Linked DNA regions of Mus musculus: region 1 is linked to region 2. A link is a contact called in public Hi-C data. All regions are on one chromosome and are shown on one strand. Each heading gives the region's core, a stretch centred on a gene start, on an enhancer-like site or on the middle of the called end of the contact. The rest is flanking DNA. Distances are from core to core; before and after follow the strand shown.

Region 1 (2,917 bases), core at 6-2,505, 110 kb after region 2:
GGTGGGAAGAGAGCAGAGACAGGGGCAAGGCTGAAAGGAAGGACTTGGGGTGGCGGAGGAAGGAGAGCCAGCTTGCATGGGTTTGATTTCCAGGCAGGATGAAGTTGTTCCAAGGGTGTGGCACAGTGGAGACTCTGGAGCCGTGGTCCTCAGAGTGTGGGATGCTCTTATTAAAAACTATAGCCATACTGGCTCACAAACAACAGGAGTCCACTCCTTAGCGCTCTAGCAGCTGGAAGGGACAGCAGAGAGCCCCCAGGGTCATGTTCTGATCAGGAATCCCTCTTCCTGGTCACGGTCAACTCCTCTCCCATCCTCACGTGCTCGAAGACAGAGGGAGCACTTTGGGGCCTCTTGCATAAGGGGAACTGACCCCATTCATGAGGGCTTCACCTCCTGATGGCTCGTCTGAGCCTGTCACCCGGGCTTTGGTTTTATCACATCAATCTGGACAATTCCGCCTATAGCAGGGACACACACAGCCCTGAATGCAGAGAATCAAGCTTTCTCCAGAGCAGATGCCTCAGCCATCTGAGTGGTCTCTGCCCATTCTCAACTGTGTGACCTTGGATGGGTGGCCTGCACCTCAGAGCCTCAGTGTACCCCATTGCTTAAGGGGAGATAGTGATAGCCACCTCAGTTGCTTTGAGGATCAGTGAGCCAGCACATAGCAATGAGTATCTGACACACAGTAGGACTTCCTTCCAGGCACATAGTAGGAGTTAAGAGTCCTTCCTCAGTAGCACTGCCCTGAGTTACACACACTGCTTGTGTACCACCCCAGGCTCTCCAGAGGTGGTTCCTGGGCTGTGAGATCATACTTGCCACGGGGACATTATAACATAACGTACCTTAGAAAATTGGAGCCTGCCTGCCTTCCCCCTTCCCTCTATCCCTCCCCTCCTGCCCCCTCCTTTCCTCTCCCTTCTTTTCTTCTCATTTTCCTTTGTGCTTTTTTTCCTTATCTTCGTGGTGCTGCAGCTCCTGCGCCACACATGCTAGGCAGATGCTTTACCACTGAGCCATCTAGAGACCCCCTTGCTTCCCTTTCCTCCGTCACCATTCACTCCTTCTCCCCAAATGAAGCTTCCCTCTCACCAACAGCCTCCGCCTACAGTTAGAACACACTTTCCGATGCCCACTCTGCCATCCTGGACATGTCCTCCTAGCTCCAGCCTGGGGCTGTAGCCAGCCAGTTGCCCTGGAGTCCCTCACAGAGTCAACCGCGTCAGCTGAGTAGACTCACATCTGGCTTCTGGGAGAGCAGAATGACGTCACCCCCGGAGCTGTGAGCAGCTCCAGCTCCAAGCCTTAGCAAGGAGGGGTTAGAAGGCAGGAACGGAGTTTCTGAATGCAGTATCTATGCTCCCTGTCATGTGATGTCCCCAGCAGCAGGCAAGCCACAGCAATAGGTGGGAAGTGGAGCAAGTCTAGAGAGGCCTGTGGTGTTGGTGGGAAGAGGGAGGGGAAGGTCCACCGCTCTTTTCTTTCTCGTCCCCACAGCTGGGCTGTGGGAGCAGATCTTTGCTGCCACCTAGGACCATCTACTTGTTCTGAGAGATTGTGCAAGACGCTCCCTTTTCAAAATACAATAACCAGCTCCTGCCCTTCGGCCCTCCCTGCCAGCCTGGCCTCCCAGAAGTGCTGCCTGTTGGTACCATCTCTGGGTCTCTTGCTCCCTCTCAGTGTTACTTGGCTTCTGGTTTGTGTCCACATCCTCCCTCTGACACTGTTTTTACCTGGCCAGGCCTGCCCTGAGTGCCATAGTCTCTGTCTGTCTCAAGACTTGTCTTGCCAAAGTGCTGAGGCTCCCGAATATGATTGGCTGTGCCTGCATGGCCTCTGTCCTTCTCCTTTTAGCCGCTCTAACTGGTGTCCTGGGTCTCCTAGACACTATGCTCCTCTCTCTTTAGCCATGCAGGCTGCAGGGTCCTGCTCTGCACACTTCAGCGGGTTTCTGTGAGTGCTGTTTATTCTGTTGCTTCAACTGGACCTCATCACCGTTTTTTTTTCTTTTACTTTTAATTAATTAATTTTCTAGGTATGCGTTGGGGAGGTGTGTTGTGTGTGACACGATGTATACGTGGACGTCAGAGGACAATTTGTGGGAGCTGCTTCTGTCCTACCCTGTGGGGTTCTCCAGGGTAGATCTTGGGTCATCAGGCTTGGTAGCAAGCCGTTACCTGCTGAGCTATCTTGAAAGTCTCAACTGCATTTCTCATGAACCAGCTTCCAAATGCAGTCCCCACCCAGAGTTCCCTCTCAGCCCTAGACCCTTTTACCCAATGGGCAAATTAAGAAAAGGAAGGAAGGAAAAGAAAGAGAAAGAAAGAAAAAGAAAGAAAGAAGGAAGGAAGGAAGGAAGGAAGGAAGGAAGGAAGGAAGGAAGGAAGGAAGGAAGGAAGGAAAGAAAGAAAGAAAGAAAGAAAGAAAGAAAGAAAGAAAGAAAAAAAGAAAGGGAAAGGAAAGGAAAGGAAAGGAAAGGAAAGGAAAGGAAAGGAAAGGAAAGGAAAGGAAAGGAAAGGAAAACCAAATTCCTCACAGCTCTGGCATACAGGGGTGTAAGTGTTTGGGAGTAGTGCCTTCTTTGCTGTTTTAAAGGATGTATTCAGCATGTGTGTGCCTGCATATGTGTGAGAGTGCAGGCACACACATGCCACAGTATCAGTGCTGAAGTCAGAAAACAATGAGTTGGCTCCACCTTCTACCATGTGGGTCCCAGGGGTGAAACTCAGGTGGCCAGGTTGGCATCAAGCATCCTTATTGGCTGAGCCAACTAGCTAACTCCCTTTTGTGATGTTTTGTTTTTTTGAGTTTTTTTCTCTTTTCTTTTCTTTTCTTTTCTTTTCTTTTCTTTCCTTTCCTTTCCTTTCCTTTCCTTTCCTTTCCTTTCCTTTCCTTTCCTTTCCTTTCCTTT
Region 2 (2,841 bases), core at 302-2,801:
CCAAGTGAGGCACCAGGGGATGAAGGCACAGCCATGCCTGTGGAAGAGCACTTTTCTGAGGCAGGCATACATTCAGGGAGCCCCCAGGGTGACAGAAAAGGGGATGAGAATATGATCAAAACCAGTGACTCTTCATCTCCCTGCCGCATCTCTGGGTCCAGGGTCCCAAAAGGATCTGCCCTGAACTCACAGGCAAGCAAGAAGCAACAGAGCACAGCACCTCAGGCATCAACCCCCGCTGCCAGTCTCTTGCCCAAAGCTGTGCACTTGGCCAACTTGAACTTGGTCCCCCACAGTGTTGCCGCATCTGTGACTGCCAAGTCCTCAGCACAGAGACGGAGCCAGCCTCAGGTCACGCAAATGACAGTGCCCCTGGTCCACCAGGTGAAAAAGGCCGCCCCTCTAATTGTGGAGGTCTTCAACAAGGTCCTTCACAGCTCTAACCCTGTGCCCCTCTATGCGCCAAATCTCAGCCCACCTGCAGACAGCAGAATCCACGTGCCGGCCAGTGGGTACTGCTGCCTGGAGTGCGGAGACGCGTTTGCCTTAGAGAAGAGCCTGAGCCAGCACTATAGCCGGCGCAGTGTCCACATTGAGGTGCTGTGCACACTGTGCTCTAAGACACTGCTCTTCTTCAACAAGTGCAGTCTGCTTCGGCATGCCCGTGACCACAAGAGCAAGGGACTTGTCATGCAGTGCTCTCAGCTGCTTGTGAAGCCCATCTCTGCGGACCAGATGTTTGTGGCGGCTCCCGTGAACTCCACTGCACCAGCAACCCCAGCCGCTTCTTCCTCCCCCAAACCCAGCCCCACTTTGGACAATGCCAGCTCTGTAATTCCAGCCTTGCCACTTTATCCAGACCCAGTGAGGCTCATCCGGTATGGAACCAAATGTCCTGAGTGTCACAAGCAGATGCGAGATTATATGGTCCTGGCTACACATTTCCAGAGGACAACAGAGGAAACCGAGGGGCTAGTGAGTAGACCATCACATTGTTGGGTGGTGAGCCTCAGGCCCATAAAGTTCCATGATGGGGACTTAGAATGGGAGCAGAGGTAGAATCTTAGTCTTAGAGGGGGACATCTGGCTTAATGGTTAGCATATCATCTGAATACAGAGTACTTGGTTTCTTATTTGGGAAGATAATCCTACCCATACTGGTGGGGAAAGCCTGGAGATCCAACGAGCTTAGCCAGGGGATTGGGTATTTGTTTATAATTGTAGTACTTATAAGGCTAAAGCAGAAGGATCGCAAATTTGAGACCAGATCAAGACTGTCTCAACAAACAAAACTGTCTCTCTGGGCAGGCTCCATGTTCCACTTCCACCCAGATTGGCAGTGAGTTTGATCCAAATGCAGGCCTGTTTGGGCTTAGGTCTCTTTCTGGACTTTCAACCATGACTCTCAACCATGGTAACATGGTTTTGGCAAGTACCCCGAGAACCTGGGGATGGGAGTAGATGAATCACTGTGTTTGTCCCTTAGTAGTCTGTTTTCTAAGAACATTCCACCCCTCAGTACACAGCTGTTGAGCAGAATTTCTCTGGAGATAGGGCCAGAGGCAGAGCTGAGGAGGAAAGGAGAGTGGGTAGGGATGTAGGCTCCATGCAGAGGGTTTGTAGGTCTCCATCCTTCATCCATGTTCTCTAAGTCTAAAAAAGGAGTTGAGCTTTTCTGCTTATTCTGATTGTTGGCTGTAGTTGGTGAGATATGTGGTTTGTTTTTAAAGGCACTTGGTGCTTACCCTTTTTCTGCCCTATTGCTATTGCTAGCAGATTGTGTCAAGAAGGCAGCCTTAAGCTGTGTTAGTACAGTTATAGTCAAAACACTTTGCAGCTGGAGGCAGGAGGGCTATCCTTAGCAAGACTTCATCTTTAAAAAACAGAAAGGCCTTCAGGTGTGTGTGTGTGTGTGTGTGTGTGTGAGAGAGAGAGAGAGAGAGAGAGAGAGAGAGAGAGAGTTAGTTTCTTGACGTTTTGGTCTTTTTGGTGTAGAAGCTCCCTGCTCTGCTTAGGTTGACTGACCAGCAAGTTTCCAGGACCTGCCCATTTCTGCCCTGGGCTCCAGTCTCGCACAGCCATGCACAGCATTTTCACATGGGGCAGCACCCAGGGGTGGTCTCTCTACCTCGGGTCCTTGCTGCTTGCACACAAGTGCTCTTACCCATTGAGCCATCCCTAGGGCTCCTTTCAAGACACGGCAACTTACTCCTTCACTTGGTTCCCTTAGTTCAGTGGGTATTAGTTTGCTCTTCTTTTCGTAATAAAAACTAATCAGAGATTAGAGTGGTAGCTCTTTGTTGTTCTTGTAGAGGACCCTGGATTGATATAGCACCTACCTGATGGCTAACAAACACCCATAACTTCAATTTCAGGGGATCTGACCTCTAGAGGCACCAGACACGTACATGATATATACGTATACATGCAGGCAGAACACTCACACACATAAACATAAAATAAATAGATTTTTTATTTTAAAGAAGACATGTGGAGGTGCATGTTTAATCCTAGCACGTGAGAGGCAGAGACAGTCCAGTCTGGTCTACCTGGGCTGGGCCCTTCCATGCCAGTCATTAATAAGGAAATGCCTTGTAGACTTGCCCACAGACAATCTGATGGAGGTATTTGGTCAATTGAGGTTCTTTTTCCCAGACAATTCTAGCCTGTATCAGGTTGACAGAAAAACAGCCATGAAGGATACAAAAATTACCCAAGAGAAAGTGTCTTAGATTGGGTTTTATTGCTGTGAAGAGACACCATGACCACAGCAACTCAGAAAAAAAGCATTTCGGCCGGGCGTGGTGGCGCATGCCTTTAACCCCAGCACTTGGGAGGCAG

The links. Hi-C and Micro-C count contacts between places; a contact is called where the count stands out from the background.
Region 1: a contact with region 2 is called in a Hi-C map of muscle stem cells, with 2.0 times the contacts expected there. The contact joins two enhancer-like sites. A contact is called at or near these places in 1 of 15 datasets of contacts at CTCF or cohesin (the NIH/3T3 cell line), 8 of 484 Hi-C or Micro-C datasets (the C10 cell line, cerebral cortex, muscle stem cells and 3 more), 4 of 115 datasets of contacts at active chromatin or transcription factors (embryonic stem cells, epiblast stem cells, fibro-adipogenic progenitors and 1 more) and 2 of 9 other capture datasets (adipose tissue and liver).

What each region holds. Positions count from the first base shown.
Region 1 is chr7:81,133,441-81,136,357 of GRCm38.p6, forward strand. All of the region lies in intron 8 of Slc28a1 (solute carrier family 28 (sodium-coupled nucleoside transporter), member 1), which reads left to right. Among named protein-coding and RNA genes, the nearest start is that of Slc28a1, 20 kb to the left of the region's middle. Within about 2 kb of position 1,256, at least 183 of the 459 cell types and tissues checked have an H3K27ac peak or open chromatin away from gene starts, as enhancers often do. A contact at or near this core is called in liver and muscle stem cells, where this site is marked.
Region 2 is chr7:81,024,535-81,027,375 of GRCm38.p6, forward strand. It overlaps Zfp592 (zinc finger protein 592), which reads left to right. Exons shown (of 10, transcript NM_178707.4): 3 at 1-975. Among named protein-coding and RNA genes, the nearest start is that of Alpk3, 32 kb to the right of the region's middle. Within about 2 kb of position 1,552, at least 14 of the 459 cell types and tissues checked have an H3K27ac peak or open chromatin away from gene starts, as enhancers often do. A contact at or near this core is called in liver and muscle stem cells, where this site is marked.